Regions from separate parts of the Mus musculus genome. Here regions 1, 2, 4 and 5 are each linked to region 3. The links are chromatin contacts, called in public Hi-C and HiChIP or PLAC-seq maps. All regions are on one chromosome and are shown on one strand. Each heading gives the region's core, a stretch centred on a gene start, on an enhancer-like site or on the middle of the called end of the contact. The rest is flanking DNA. Distances are from core to core; before and after follow the strand shown.

Region 1 (2,743 bases), core at 55-2,554, 190 kb after region 3:
TACAGATTAATCAATGAAAATGGGCAGAGAAATTAGGATATAAGGAAGATACTCAGTCTGAAAATAATTTCATTTGACTAATAGGACACTTCTTGAAATTCTGATGAACACATTTCCCTATGTTCTCATTGAAAATAGTTGGGTTGATCTTCCTATTGTTTTCCTCCCATATCAGAAAAAAAATCAAGCTAAGAAACCAACTGCCCATGCTAAAAAATACAATATACAAGAAAGAATATTTGAGGAGTCACCTGTCCTTGACAGTAAGGAGTTTTTCAACCTAGGAAGCAAGCCAATGAACTTTGTAATAAAGTATTTTGTTTGTTGTAGAAATCTACAGGTAGTCAAATATTTTGTTACTAATATGTATTTACAAAGCTTAAACTTTGCTATTCTTCAACAATAGCTAGGAATGATCTTGATATACAAGGTATCAATGTTATACTTTAATATGTTTTTCAGCAGGAAATAGAAAGTGGTATCATGTAATCAAGACAAAAAACTGTCAAGGATATTTGGGTCTTAGAAACAGACTAGTTCTCAAAATAGTTTTAAAAACTTAAGCCAGTGTCAATTATTGATATGAGTAGAGGTGAATTATTACTTAAGGTAAATGTTAATGTTTGGCAGATATGCAAAATTATGACTGTTATAAGACTTCTTAATTCCATAATGAATGCAAACAAAATCTGGGGAGTTTGTTTCTTCTGATAAGTGGATGAATAATTATAATTATAATATTACTGATCATTTGTTTGTTTCGTTTGGATGTTAAAGATCATGTTTTCATATATTTACATCCATATACGTATCACAACTGTAAATTTGATATTTTCAAAAGAGGTACTGGGAATAATTTTTCTGAACTAAATAAGGGTTCAAAGAAAAATTTATTCAAGTCTCTCTCCCAATTCTTTTCCCTTGAAATAATCAAAATTTTCATTATTTGTTGCAACAAACATGAAATCAGTAGAAAATAGCATGAAAAAATAGCATATATTTATTTTTGTAGAACAAACTTTACCAACATAGTCCAATTTTGGACTATTATTTAATTCATGCAGTTATTGGATTATTTTGATATGAAATAAATGATGGCTACACAATCATATAAAAAACATTAGCTGCTACTACTATTACTAATCACTAACACAAAGACTGAGCACATGCCAGGCACTGTGTGTTGTTAGCACTCTATGTGGTCTAATTGTCTCCAAATAGTGAGGAGCAGCATAGTCTGTGATTTTCATATGAAGCATTTTAGAACATTAATGTGTAAAGTGATTCATAGCTAGCACATTACTCAGCAGAATGTGGTTAAAGATTCATGCAAACTAGGTGACTCAAGCTTCATGCTTTTAACCTTGGGGACATCATATATAAATAAAATGCACTGCAGATAGAGTGTTTAAGTTTAAATAATCATCCACTTATGGAAAAAGCAATATTGTTTTTGCTTTTGTCATGGTGATCTTTCAGTTCATAGAATCATCTAATACAATAGGCTAAGGAGGAACCTCCCTCCCTCTCCTGATTCTCTCCTGACTCCTACAATGGCCAATCATTGTCCTTGGCATCACAGGTACAGTCGTGACTAAAAGGAAAGTTTGTGCTCATGAGTATAAAAGCAAAGTCCTAAAAGGAACAAATAAGTACAATGGGTATTTTCTGAGAATAATAAGATCTATGAGGAGGGGGGAAGAAATATTACAACAGTAAGGGAGAAACTGTGTAGAATAAATATCTAGCAAAGCTAAGGCCCTTCTACAAAGGCAGTGCTATGGTCTTTGTTAAATGGCAAGATGTCAGCAGGAGGAGACTATTAAATCCAAGTGTGTGGCAGACACAAGAACAACAGCAAAATCATGGGTCAATATTTAGCCTGTGTCTGGAAAAGGACATTGGCTAATGTGGCCAGAATAGAAATAGTGATTTAAGTAGATTGCCTAGAAGGTTGTAGGCAAGAAAATGAATTTGCTTTTGATAATTTATGCCAACAGACAAGAGATGCTAGATGGGAGGCCATCCGAACAGTTGCCATGAGGGATGATTGTATGTGTATGTTGCGTAAAGTGAAAACCAATATGCATTGTAGAAGCAGAGTCAGAGATACTTGCTTCTTTATCCTTCCTTAAAAAGGTTCCCGTATGCTAAGATGAAAGGATGGACCATCCAGAGACTACCCCACCTGGGGATCCATCCCATAATCAGCCACCAAACCCAGACACTATTGCATATGCCAGCAAGATTTTGCTGAAGGGACCCTGGTATTGCTGTCTTGTATGAGGCTATACCAGTGCCTGGCAAATACAGAAGTGGATGCTCACAGTCATCTAAAGATTGAACACAGGGCCCCCAATGGAGAAGCTAGAGGAAGCACACAAGGAGCTGAAGGGGTCTGCAACCCTATAGGTGGAACAACAATATGAACTAACCAGTACTCCCAGAGCTCATGTCTCTAGCTGCATATGTAGCAGAAGAATGGCCTAGTTGGCCATAACTGAGAAGAGAGTCTCCTTGGTATTGCAAACTTTTTATGCCCCAGTACAGGGGAAAGCTAGGGCCAAGAAGTGGGAGTAGGTGGGTAGGGAAGCAGGGCAGGGGAAGGTATAGGGAACTTTCGGGATGGCATTTGAAATGTATATAGAGAAAATATCTAATAAAATAAATAAATAAATAAATAAATAAATAAATAAATAAATAAATAAATAAAGGTTTTTGTGTAATTTTTAACCACTGACCT
Region 2 (2,784 bases), core at 258-2,757, 150 kb before region 3:
TGCCATTAACTATGGATTGCTGACTGCTTTTGAATCAAACATTAGTGTTTCACTTTATAATATAATCACTTATCATTCTGGAATGCTCACTTATATCCATAAGATCTACTCCACCTCTACTATGATTGGCAATGCCTGGTGTGCTACCAGTATGTGTGGCTTTGGTTTCACCAGCCCCAACTCTAACACTGTATGTGCTTTCATTTCACCTTCTATTTAGTGACAACCCCTTATTCTTTCACTTCACTGCTTAGTGTCTTTTCTTCCTTCTTTCCTTCTTTTCCTTTCCTTTCCTTTCCTTTCCTTTCCTTTCCTTTCCTTTCCTTTCCTTTCCTTTCCTTTCCTTTCCTTTCCTTTCCTTTCCTTTCCTTTCCTTTCCTTTCCTTTCCCTTTCTTTCTTTCTTTCTTTCTTTCTTTCTTTCTTTCTTTCTTTCTTTCTTTCTTTCTTTCTTTCTCTTCCTCCTAATCCTCATCCACTTCCTCTTCCAACATAGAACTTTTCTGTTTTAACAGAGAAGTTAATTAGACTCATGGTTTAAAGGGATCCATTCTGACATGTTAGGAGTATGTAGGCACTGTCTATGATTGTGAGAGCTTGAAACTCAGCTTGTTAGATGTGAGCAGGCAAGGAAAAAGAGAGCTAGCCTGTAAGAGGGCAGCCTATGAGCCTGCCATAACAGAAGCCCATCAACCAGACAGACCATTATCCTAAAGTTTTAGAACTTCCCAAAATAGTACTATACCTAGAGTCCAAGAGTTCAATGTGAGTTGCTGAAGGACTTCTGTACCCAAACCATACCACTTTCCTCCCTCATAGGTTCATGTGTGTCTAATAGAATATTCACTCATTCCAACTTACAGAATTCCTACCTCTTGAATGTTTCCAACATTCCAAATCGAAATCCAAAGTATTTTCTTTGATTAAAAAAGCAACAAAACAACAAGAAGAAGAAAACAACCTTAATTGTGAAGCCTGTGAAATTTAAAAAGAAAAAAAAAAGATAAATTGTTCCAAAACTAACAATCCCATTCCAATTACAGAGAAACAGAGGCTAACAAAGACAATGACTAAAACCAAGTTCAAAAGACAGCAAGGTAAATGTTAAATCTGCTTCTCCAAGTCCAGTATCTTGGTTACTCAAGACATCACCTGATCTCTGTTTGGCTTGATAACCTTAACTCTGAGGCCCCACCATGTGAAATGTGTGTGGCCTCTCTCATGGGCCAGCTTCACCATGAACCTATAGCTCTCCTTGGCATTCATTCAGTGTTTCTGACTTTGTTACCATCCTGGGATCTCCAAGGAAATGTGAGCTTCATCGTCATAGCTTCACACATCAGCTTCTAAGGGGATCTTTTCCTAGTACACATTGCTTGGCCTCATTAACGTTTCTTTTCTGAACTCTTGGCACAAGCTTCCATTTCTCTGCCAACATTGCATTGTATAACCCTGCCAACTCTGCACCATGTGGACACCACCAAGTTCAGCTGCCAGCTCAGGCTATAGCCTGTCCCAGTGGACCATGTCTGAGAGCCGGAGTAGCTGAATAGGAGCCTGAAAAGGATCCTCTTAAGCAGTATTGTCTGAATAAGGTATGACTGCATCTCCATCTCACAAGGCATTGGCAATCTGTGCATTCTCCTTTTAAATGAAAGGTTTTGTGGTTGATAAGCTCAATGGCACTGATTTTCCCTTTGACAGTGAGTATCTCCCTCTCACTGCTGGGACTCCATTGAATTTGTGCAGGTCTTATGCACGTTGCCATAGCCTCTGTGAGTTTATATGTGTCTGGAAGACAATTTTCTTGTAGTCATCCAGCACTTCTGCTTCTTATAATCTTTCTGCCCTGCTTTCCACAGAGGTCCCTGAGCCTTGGGAGGAGGGACTTGGCTAACATATCCCAGTTAGGAAATTTTCTTGTTCTCTTCACTCTACAGTTGTGAGTCTCTTTGTTAATTCCCATCTACTTTAAAATAAAGCTTAAGTGATGTGGGTTAAGTGAGACTCTGACCACCAAATTCCAAACTGCAAGGCAGGCTCCAGGCTCCAGTGTAGCTGGCCCACACAATGCTATTTTTTTTTCTTTACTTTGATTCTTTTTGTTGTTGTTGTTGTTGTTAGGGTTTTTTGTTGTTGTTTTGTTGTGTTTGATTTTTTTTTTTTGCCTTGACAGTCATTTATTTGTTTTGATTTTTGTGTCTCACTGTTTTTGTTTTGTTTTGAGACAAGGGAGAGCAGGAGGGAGAGGGAAAGAGGGAGGGAGAGAAAGAGAAGGAGGGGGAGAGAGAGAGAGAGAGAGAGAGAGAGAGAGAGAGAGAGAGAGAGAGAGAGAGAACAAAATTGAATGAGTGGGGAGGTCGGAAGGCTAAGGAAGGATTCTGGGGAAAGAGAAAACCATGATCAAAGTGTTTTATATGAACATGAACTCTTAAAATAAAAGTCGAGGTTCAGGATGCATTTGTTCTAAAAATGCTTGCTAAGTAAAATTCACAAACTTGGCTACTTACTGGTTGTAATGCTGAGACCAAGGGAGGTAGGATGACCTTAAACATACTTGTCAGGTTTCTTATTCTTACAGTGATTTATAAAGTGGTATGAACCATGTAACATAATATAGCAAATGGGTTTAGAAAGAACACAAATTTGCATAACCAAGGACTTTTGTGGCATTATCACATATTCCTCTGTTATTTTTAAGGACAATGATTAAGCTCTCCGAACAGCACTGATAAGAATCTTTTTTTGTGTGTGTGCTTTTTTTTTCCATTTTTATTAGGTATTTA
Region 3 (2,867 bases), core at 4-2,503:
GCACCACCTCTGTGGTTTCACATTAGGGAAAACTGCTCCCTTCTGAGGCCTGATGACAATACAAAGGTGCCCCCCAAATCCTCCTGGCTAAATATTCCTGACACTTGCTAGGGTCTGGGGGGAAAGACACAGTAAGAATACACATACAGCTTCCGTTTCTGTGAATTACATTGAAGATGCAAGATCATAATAACTGCTAGTCACTAGAAACTAGTTCCGCCAACCATGCAATGGGCATCATCCCACTGAGGGGAGGGGACACTAACATTTTAGTCTTTTGACCTTGTTCCAAATAAAGAAGGGATCTAATATCCCCCTTTCAGAGTCTTAGCATGGTGTTTCCAAACAAGCTGTCCTTGCTTCTCCAATTGCTACTACCTCCCCCCCCCTTCCCTCCTCTAGGTTCAATACCACCAGAAACTGTAGAAAAGGATTGTGCCCAGCATCCAGGTCATTATTGTTTAATCAATGCATCCCTGGAGCATGAAAAAAAGGTACCTAAGCCACAGCTATTGTTTGGCTTTTATTTAGCAACAAAATAAAGCACACACCAATAACTATAGTTCTAACACCAAAGCTAAAATAAACATCCATACTTCATGATCCTGCTTTGCCTCTGAACAATGTGACTGTACATGCCTAATACTGTATGTCTGATCTACCAGAGACATGGAGATCAAAGGTCATATTTAACATTCAGGAGGAGGGGCCGGTGCAGATTAATTAATTAATTAATACAGTCACGGTTTTTATTGCTGGAGACCAGCATTAATCTACTTTTACAATCCCACCGGACAGCAAACATTTAAGAGAGAAAGAGAAGCGGGGAAGCCAGAGGAAGAGAAAGAACAATCACTTACCAGTCTCTTTTTATTTGGGGAGCCTTAGAATTTACAGACGCTGCCAGTCTGCCTTTAATTAGTTGCACATCACCCCCTAACACAAAGAAACACAAATCCAGATGTGTCTTGGCAGCTCCCAATTACAACTTTAATACTTGTAAACAAACTGTTGGGAATGGGGGGGTGGGGTAAATAAATATGCGGATGAAAAAAAAATACCTGTAAATGGCTTTTTTTTTTCTTGTTGTAGAGAGGAGGAGGAGATGGTGTTAGTGGAGGGGGTGGAAGGAGGAGGAGGTGGGGGTGGAGAGGAAAGCGCCGAGTGTGAGCGTGTGTGGGAGAGCGCGGGGCTGTTGTCGGTGGTCTCTGCTCTTCCCGGCGCGTTGCTCCCGGTCCGTCTCCAGTCGCTGTGTGCGAGGGAGGGAGGGAGGGAGCCGGGGAGTCTCTCTCTCTCTCGCTCTCTCGCTCTCTCTCTCTCTCTCTCTCTCTCTCTTTCTCACCCCCCCCCCCCTCGCTCTGTTTGTGTGTGTGCGTGTGTGCGGTGGCTGGGGGAGGGGAGCGCGGAGAAAGGCGAGGGAGGCGGTGCGGAGCCGGGGGCGGGGGCGGGCCGAGGTGAGCAGGACGCAGGGCGCGGACACCTCCCGATGATTGGCTGCAAATTACACGGGGAACAAGAGGCGCACGCGGGCCAGCGCTCCTTTTCACAAATCCCCAGCTCGCCGGCGCGGCCACGTTTCCCGGCTCGCCCGCCACCCCGCCAGCCTCCGGCGCGGCGAAGGATTTGCTTTTTTTTTTTTTTTTTTTTTTTTTTTTTTTCTTCTGGCAGATAATTGTTTGGAAGGGATGGAAGAGAGGGCGTTCCCGCCCCTCGCGCCCTCGCTCTCTGCGGGTGTGTTTGTGCACGCTGGGCGGGGGGGTGTGTAAATAAACTTGTCTGGGTTCCCTGGCTGAGCTGGGAAGAGCTGTGCCAGACACAGAGGGGAGGTCCTGTGTGCTGCAGGAAGACTCTCTCAGTTTCACATCCCGGTCGCGTGCTTTTAAAGGATCTTCCTGGCGGGGCCGGGAGAGACTCTTTAAAAGAGAATCATTATCGTTTTAAAGTAAGGGGGAAAGGGACTGGTGTTCTGCTGGTTCGAATCCCTGAAATGTTATTATGCCGGAATGTAAAAAATTTGATGTGATGCTTGACCGGTCTCAGTCTGTGACTGCCTTTCTCTCTTCTCCCACACCGCCTTCCATTCCCACTGTGTCCGGGTCTTCCTGCCCTACAAAGCTTCGCCCTCCCCCTTTACTCTTTCATCCGGTAATTCCAAGGAGTCAAATATCTATCCCACCTCCCTAATTTTAATTCCAAACTTTACTTTCATATCTAAATGATCTCTTTTAACTAATTTTAATGTGATGGGCATTTTTACTTCCCATCACCTGGGGAAAATACTTCAAACTGAAAGATAAGTATTTAGCACACATCGCATATAAATAAAACTCATAAAATCCAACTATGAATTAACCCCTTCCTTCCTGCCTCAAAGAAACCGAGATACACTAAACACATGCTGTCCACACTGAAAGAAACAGGCATGAAATAGGATGTAAATGTTTAAGTCCTTTTAAATGTGATTCTTTCTCCTTTCCCCCTACCCACTTGGAAGGGATTTTGAGAAGGGATCTCACACTGTATCCCAGGAATTTCTAGAATTTGCTATACAGCTCAGGCTAGCCTGGTTCCCTTCTTGGCAGTCATCCTGGCTCAGACTCCCCAGTGCTGGGGTTCTAGACCTGTACCACAATATGTGACTCTGAATGAGTCTTCTAAAAGCAAACAAAATCAGACTATGCTTGTTTAAAAATAGAATAAAGTTACACGTAGAAACAAAAAGCATCTTGTGGAGTAATATAGTAATGTGGTTTCAGAGAGGGAAGAAAAAGGTGAGTTATTTGTTTTGTGAGAACAGAATGCTAAAAGGCAGCTTAAACTATTTTATATTTTAATTTTCAAAAGATTTACATTGACATTGTCAAGAT
Region 4 (2,700 bases), core at 33-2,532, 240 kb after region 3:
AAGGAATAGGGAAATCCAGGAAGCCTTGAGGCAGTAGAATATTTCCATTTTAGAAATGTCTGCATATGGTATGGTCCAGGAAGGCAATATAAATGGTTATCAGAGATCTGTGTGTTCTAACCTTGAAGACATTTTGAAAACCTGAGAAAATGTGGTCATTACAATGATGAGGAACCGCTCTGCTCATTCAGTAGGCAGGAGTCTAGCAATGCTAGAAACCTTACAATGGTGGCAAAGGATGAGGGATATTGCTCCTACATCCACACTACTTCTCATGTCCATGGGCATCTCAGTCTGTCTGCAGATTAGCTTTGTTCACAAAGAAATCTGACATTGGCTTACATGTTAAGACCAATGAAGTTTTGCCTTTGCTGTGGCTGGATGACTCCTAAATACAGGTATCACGTAAAGTGACTTAAATTATACTGTTTAACCTCTGGGTGGGAAAAGCATGTGATGGAAGCACTGATGGTCACCACAAACACAGCTGTACTAGTTGCTGTAGCTGCTGTGTTCACAGTGGTTCCACGGAGATAAATATCCACATGTGCTGCAGCATCCTTCTTCCCTACAACTCAGCTCAGCTCCAAGCACAGGACCAGCCAATGGTCATTTGCCTGTTTTCTATAGAAAGAGGTTATAAGTGTGAAGGATTCTGAGGTCATATGAGACATTAGAGCAGATAATTTGGGAAGAAAAATGTATTTGAACAAGCCTTGCTTCTCCAGTTGGAAGTGTGAGGGCATGGCATTTATTTGAGAGTTAAAGAACAAAGGCAGATTCCAAAATTCTGATTTCTGACAATTTAGGTCAACTGTTTTGAGCTTCACCTCTTAGCAGCTTCTCACAGGCACTATGATACAGACGTGTACACCTTACAGCGTGGTAGAGCAGCGGTTCTCAACCTGTGGGTTGCAACTATAGGAAAACACATGTTTCCAATGGTCTTAGGAACCCCCAAGCATAAGTCTACTTTCTTTGCCACTTTATAACTGTAATTTTGCTGCTAAGTGTGTCTCAGTTCCAAAGACCGTGAAATATTTATGTGTGTTTTCCTGTAGTCGTAACCCACAGGTTGAGAAATGCTGTGTAAGAGAATCACAACTGTGTCTAAGATCTCCTCACACCCTAGGAAACTGTCTTCTGTGATGACCATGACTATGAATATGGCAACCTTTCATTCCCTAATTGGCAATGTCACAACTCCAGGTTCTACCACACTGGCCTTGACCCCAACATACCACCCACCCAGGTGAGTCATGACCTGCTAGTGATCATATCATACATAGACATAGTGATTCACAACCCCACCCACATGTGTTTTCGTTTGTTGGTATGTATACAAAGTACCATCTGGCACTCTCAGACATCAGTAAGAGAGTAAATGGTCTACAGAGATACAAAGTGTGCAGGGCACATCATAGCAGATGTATAAGAAATAAACTTTTTGGCCAAACTGCACTGAAATTTACTCCATGACAGGAGCAGCCCATTTTCTCTATGGCTGTCATGGATTTCATGGATCCTGAGAAATCCAGCCATTTTTAGAAATCCCATGAAATTTACCTTTTCACTCGAATCCACATGAAATCAAAATTTTTCCCTACGAGTCGCCATAAAATTGGCACATTTCCTCAGAAGACCCCATGAAATTATAAAGAATATTGCAGATTCTTTGCTCCTCATCCTTGTTGCACATCTTAAAGAGACAGGTCAAAGATTGTAGAAATAGTCAAGTTTTTCTGATGATAGTCACATAAAAATCACTGAAAATCCCCAAAAGACAGAAGCTGCGTAATAGATCATTTTGAAGGGAAATAAACTTGGATCTACTTTGCATAATCTAAAACTTAGAAAGGAAACAGATGGTAATGCACAAAAGTGATCAAAACATGGAGTTTACCTAATTTCATCCTAAATAAAGTTTTTTTTGTATTCTTCATCTTCTACCTACTCCTTAAAAATTGAGGAACATCTGATAAATTTTCCTATTATTTAAATGTCTGGAAAGTCATTTGAAGATAGGATATAAGAATAAAGGAGACAGCCCCAGCTATGTTCACACCAGCAGACTGTGCAATAAATCAACATAAACCCTCTCTCAAGGCAAAATGTCATATTCACGTCTCTGCATTCACAGTAGAGAGTGAAGTCTCCCAAGCTTTGCTTCATTGGATACGGTAAAAATCAGACGCAATAACAAATTCAAAAATGTAGGCTATAAAGTGCTTTCAAATATAAAAGGAGAAGAGTAGAGCTCTTTACAGTTAGTGAAAAAACAAAAGTGGATGTTATAGGACAAATGGAAAATGCAGACACTTCTACTAAGAGCATTGAGTACATTCCAATTAATTCAAAATTAATCCTCAGTTTTATGTCCTCACAAAGAAAAAGTAAATGTGGGGAAAATATTAAAGGCCTTCATGGCAAAATAAAACAAATTTGTAACTTGTAATTGATGAGGAGCTTGACATTGGGACCATTCTAATGGTCTAATAAAGGGACACACATACTTCATATTTCTATAGTTAAAGGAAAAAATTAGAATCTCGATTTCCTGGATCTTAGCTGTACCTTGACTCCCTCGGGATTAAGTGAAACAAGTTCTCAGTTCAAGTCATCCAGGCCACACTTAAAACACAATTTCCTGAATGTGAGCCAACATCCCACTCAAAGGAGAAATGCTTGCCAGCAGATTTA
Region 5 (2,700 bases), core at 108-2,607, 130 kb after region 3:
ATGTATGTCCAAGCAGGACATAGCTTGGTCCTGTTATCAACCTTTCAACCTTCATCAATAAGCTCTTCCTCCTCCTCCTGCTCCTCCTGCTCCTCCTGCTCCTCCTGCTCCTCCTGCTCCTCCTGCTCCTCCTGCTCCTCCTGCTCCTCCTGCTCCTCCTCCTCCTCCTCCTCCTCCTCCTCCTCCTCCTCCTCCTCCTCCTCCTCCTCCTCCTCCTTCTTCTTCTTCTTCTTCTTCTTCTTCTTCTTCTTCTTCTTCTTCTTCTTCTTCTTCTTCTTCTTCTTCTTCTTCTTCTTCTTCTTCTTCTCAGAAAGCAGTGGTTAATGCAGAGGTTCAAACTTGATGAAAGCACAGAGAATAAATGACTTCAGAAGTTTGACCCTAAATGGGGCATTTATATCACACCCTCCAAGGCTCAGGAACCGCTGTGGGAGAGGAGGAAGAATGAACATAAGAGCCTGTTTTGGGGGAAGAATACTGCGAAACAATATATTATTTGCATGATACAACTTTTGACTCTTACATTCACCGTAGCTGTAGTTACCTGCCCAAGACCTGCACAAGATTGGACCGCTCATACTTCATTGTGCGTGAGAGATGAGGCCATGAAGCCTCACCCCTTGTCATCAGCAAGAGCAAGCTGAAGTAGAGTCCCAAGATGAAACTTCTTAGAAAAGTGAAGGTGAGCTCATGAGCTGAGCAGGAAGAGACCAGCAAGAGATGTGGAGTACATGGTAGGATGATGGGTAACAGCAGATACTGTAGGTTCTGAACGCCTGAGGGAGAGTGAGGGGTTTCCAAGTCAAAACCAGATATTCCTGAAACAATATTCATTTGAGTGTGTGTCCCATTTTTCTGATTTCTGCCTGATATTTATTTGGATGAAACCTTCATAAAAGGACAATCCTTTCCTGTATAGTTGAGGATGAGATACTGGAAACCATTTCCTCACCAGCTCACACCTAACATCCCCTAAATAAACCTCCCCTCCCCATCTATTGCCAGCCTGTTCTTTGCTTTGAATGGCATCATTTGCTAAATTGAGTGTGCAGTGAGGGGAGAGTGATGAGAAAGCAGGAAAGGTGCAAGCTTCTCCATTGCTACAGTTTAGTCAGGGCATTCTAAATCCCCAAAGTTGCCAGTTGCAACCAAGTATGGTGTTATATGTATAAACATGTAGAACTGCTGTGACTCCCTTAGTGGTTAACTCTAAAGACACATTCAATTTCTCAGTTGCTGAGAAAACAATAACTTGTACAACATTGTCACTGGTGACTGAGTCATGCAAGGGCTATGTGAGACGTGTCAGTAAGTAGTCTGGTGCCTGCTGCTGGCCCTAATAACAGCCTCATTAACTCTAGGAGGTCCTATAAAAAATGGGCAGCACCTGCTTGGCAACCTGATTTTCCCACCCATTAACCACAGTTACCTGACCACAAGATGGCCTTTTTTATGTTTAATTACTCGATGTCACTCTGCCTTTTCTAAGCACAGCTCAGAGTATGACAAGAAACCATTGGCTTTGATCAACCGAGACTCAACTGTTTACAAATGAGGCAACTCTTGCCTCTGTCAACAGGGAGTTAGGATACAGATGGGGCTGGGAAATGTATGTTCCCACATGAAGTAACCACTGACAAAGACCCAGTTTAAAACCATCTCTTTGTTCATTGAATTAAACTGTGACACATAAAAAGGTCCCCGTGAATGCTAGTAGTCTAGGTGTATTATATTCCTATGCCAATATTTTAATGCTGATGAATTCCATAGGCCAAGCACCAACAGCCCACCCCACCCCCAGCCTCTGCCATCAATCCAGGAAGAAGAGTGAAGATGCTTTTAGTAGAAGTCCATGGCAGCTGTGAACTTGAACTTTGCTACTCTTTGAATTGCTCTTTTACAAACAACCTTGATTCCTCTTGATAAGCAGGCACAGGGGGTGGCCAGCTCAGAGAGCAAAACTTTGAAGTCAGATATGATCATTGCCAATAAATCTACTCTGGCAACTTAACTCTTAATATAACCCCCAAAGGCAGGCGATATATTTAGATATAAATAGAACTGGATTCACAGATGAACCTAAAGATACAGTCACTGCTACATTAGTTAGAAAGTGTACATCCTGCTCATTTGAGTGGGACAAGAAAATTAATATAGAATAATTATACAACTAATATTATAAACTATTAAGACATGTTTCTTTAGCTAGAAATAAAGGTACTTTTAAAATTTATATTTTAATGTCAGCTTGCAGCTGTGGATTAGCTGTTGGGACTTAGTTTTGTCACCAGTTACTTCTTAGAAATTCCTTGGTTGGTTTCTGCCATCTGTCTGGACTTTGGTTCCTTGGGCTCCCGTACAGCTACAGTAAAGATCTAGTATGTGATACAGGGTTTTTGAAAGATGAAGCAAGACCAACCAGAGAAGCAATCAGGAGCCATGTCTTTGTCCTATTACTATTACCTACCTGACTTGGTGGCACCATCTTTGAATTCCTATTTGACCATCATGATGCCAACATTTAAATTTGCACAGCATACAGTAATTGACTCTGGTTTGGGCTGCCTTTCTTCTCTGGACTCCTGCAGTTTCTGGGACCCTTCGTCTGTTAGTAACTAATTCTCATATCAGTTTTATTCCCACAGTGTCCTGTCTAACTCATGCTGAATTTGATCATCTCTCTTAGGTCCCATCTTTCCT

What was found. HiChIP or PLAC-seq counts read pairs in DNA pulled down with a chosen protein or histone mark. A called contact is a pair of places that touch in the nucleus more often than the background predicts.
Region 1: a contact with region 3 is called in a Hi-C map of adipose-derived mesenchymal stem cells, with 2.7 times the contacts expected there. The contact joins the enhancer-like site here to the promoter of Cxxc4 in region 3. A contact is called at or near these places in 2 of 39 promoter capture datasets (both in the 3T3-L1 cell line), 3 of 484 Hi-C or Micro-C datasets (adipose-derived mesenchymal stem cells, embryonic fibroblasts and muscle stem cells) and 1 of 9 other capture datasets (adipose tissue).
Region 2: an H3K4me3 HiChIP or PLAC-seq map of neural progenitor cells shows a contact between it and region 3, with 2.6 times the contacts expected there. The contact joins the enhancer-like site here to the promoter of Cxxc4 in region 3. A contact is called at or near these places in 1 of 39 promoter capture datasets (the 3T3-L1 cell line), 4 of 115 datasets of contacts at active chromatin or transcription factors (astrocytes, embryonic midbrain and neural progenitor cells) and 1 of 9 other capture datasets (pancreatic islet).
Region 4: a CTCF HiChIP or PLAC-seq map of the NIH/3T3 cell line shows a contact between it and region 3, with 8 read pairs. The contact joins the enhancer-like site here to the promoter of Cxxc4 in region 3. A contact is called at or near these places in 2 of 39 promoter capture datasets (both in the 3T3-L1 cell line), 1 of 15 datasets of contacts at CTCF or cohesin (the NIH/3T3 cell line), 1 of 484 Hi-C or Micro-C datasets (nephron progenitors), 1 of 115 datasets of contacts at active chromatin or transcription factors (SST interneurons) and 1 of 9 other capture datasets (pancreatic islet).
Region 5: a Hi-C map of the N1E-115 cell line shows a contact between it and region 3, with 6 times the contacts expected there. The contact joins the enhancer-like site here to the promoter of Cxxc4 in region 3. A contact is called at or near these places in 2 of 39 promoter capture datasets (both in the 3T3-L1 cell line), 5 of 484 Hi-C or Micro-C datasets (the N1E-115 cell line, embryonic fibroblasts, nephron progenitors and 2 more), 1 of 115 datasets of contacts at active chromatin or transcription factors (pancreatic cancer cells) and 3 of 9 other capture datasets (adipose tissue, liver and pancreatic islet).

What each region holds. Positions count from the first base shown.
Region 1 is chr3:134,049,397-134,052,139 of GRCm38.p6, reverse strand. All of the region lies in intron 2 of Gm26691 (a long non-coding RNA gene), which reads left to right. Among named protein-coding and RNA genes, the nearest start is that of Gm26691, 99 kb to the left of the region's middle. Within about 2 kb of position 1,304, at least 13 of the 459 cell types and tissues checked have an H3K27ac peak or open chromatin away from gene starts, as enhancers often do. A contact at or near this core is called in adipose-derived mesenchymal stem cells, where this site is marked.
Region 2 is chr3:134,389,819-134,392,602 of GRCm38.p6, reverse strand. No RefSeq gene overlaps it. Among named protein-coding and RNA genes, the nearest start is that of 4930539C22Rik, 32 kb to the left of the region's middle. Within about 2 kb of position 1,507, at least 25 of the 459 cell types and tissues checked have an H3K27ac peak or open chromatin away from gene starts, as enhancers often do. A contact at or near this core is called in neural progenitor cells, where this site is marked.
Region 3 is chr3:134,234,881-134,237,747 of GRCm38.p6, reverse strand. It overlaps Cxxc4 (CXXC finger 4), which reads right to left and starts at 1,253. Exons shown (of 4, transcript NM_001004367.4): 1 at 1,062-1,253; 2 at 861-936.
Region 4 is chr3:133,994,418-133,997,117 of GRCm38.p6, reverse strand. The region is part of intron 2 of Gm26691 (a long non-coding RNA gene); the gene reads left to right. Among named protein-coding and RNA genes, the nearest start is that of Gm26691, 150 kb to the left of the region's middle. Within about 2 kb of position 1,282, at least 4 of the 459 cell types and tissues checked have an H3K27ac peak or open chromatin away from gene starts, as enhancers often do. A contact at or near this core is called in the NIH/3T3 cell line, where this site is marked.
Region 5 is chr3:134,104,483-134,107,182 of GRCm38.p6, reverse strand. All of the region lies in intron 1 of Gm26691 (a long non-coding RNA gene), which reads left to right. Among named protein-coding and RNA genes, the nearest start is that of Gm26691, 43 kb to the left of the region's middle. Within about 2 kb of position 1,357, at least 5 of the 459 cell types and tissues checked have an H3K27ac peak or open chromatin away from gene starts, as enhancers often do. A contact at or near this core is called in the N1E-115 cell line and pancreatic islet, where this site is marked.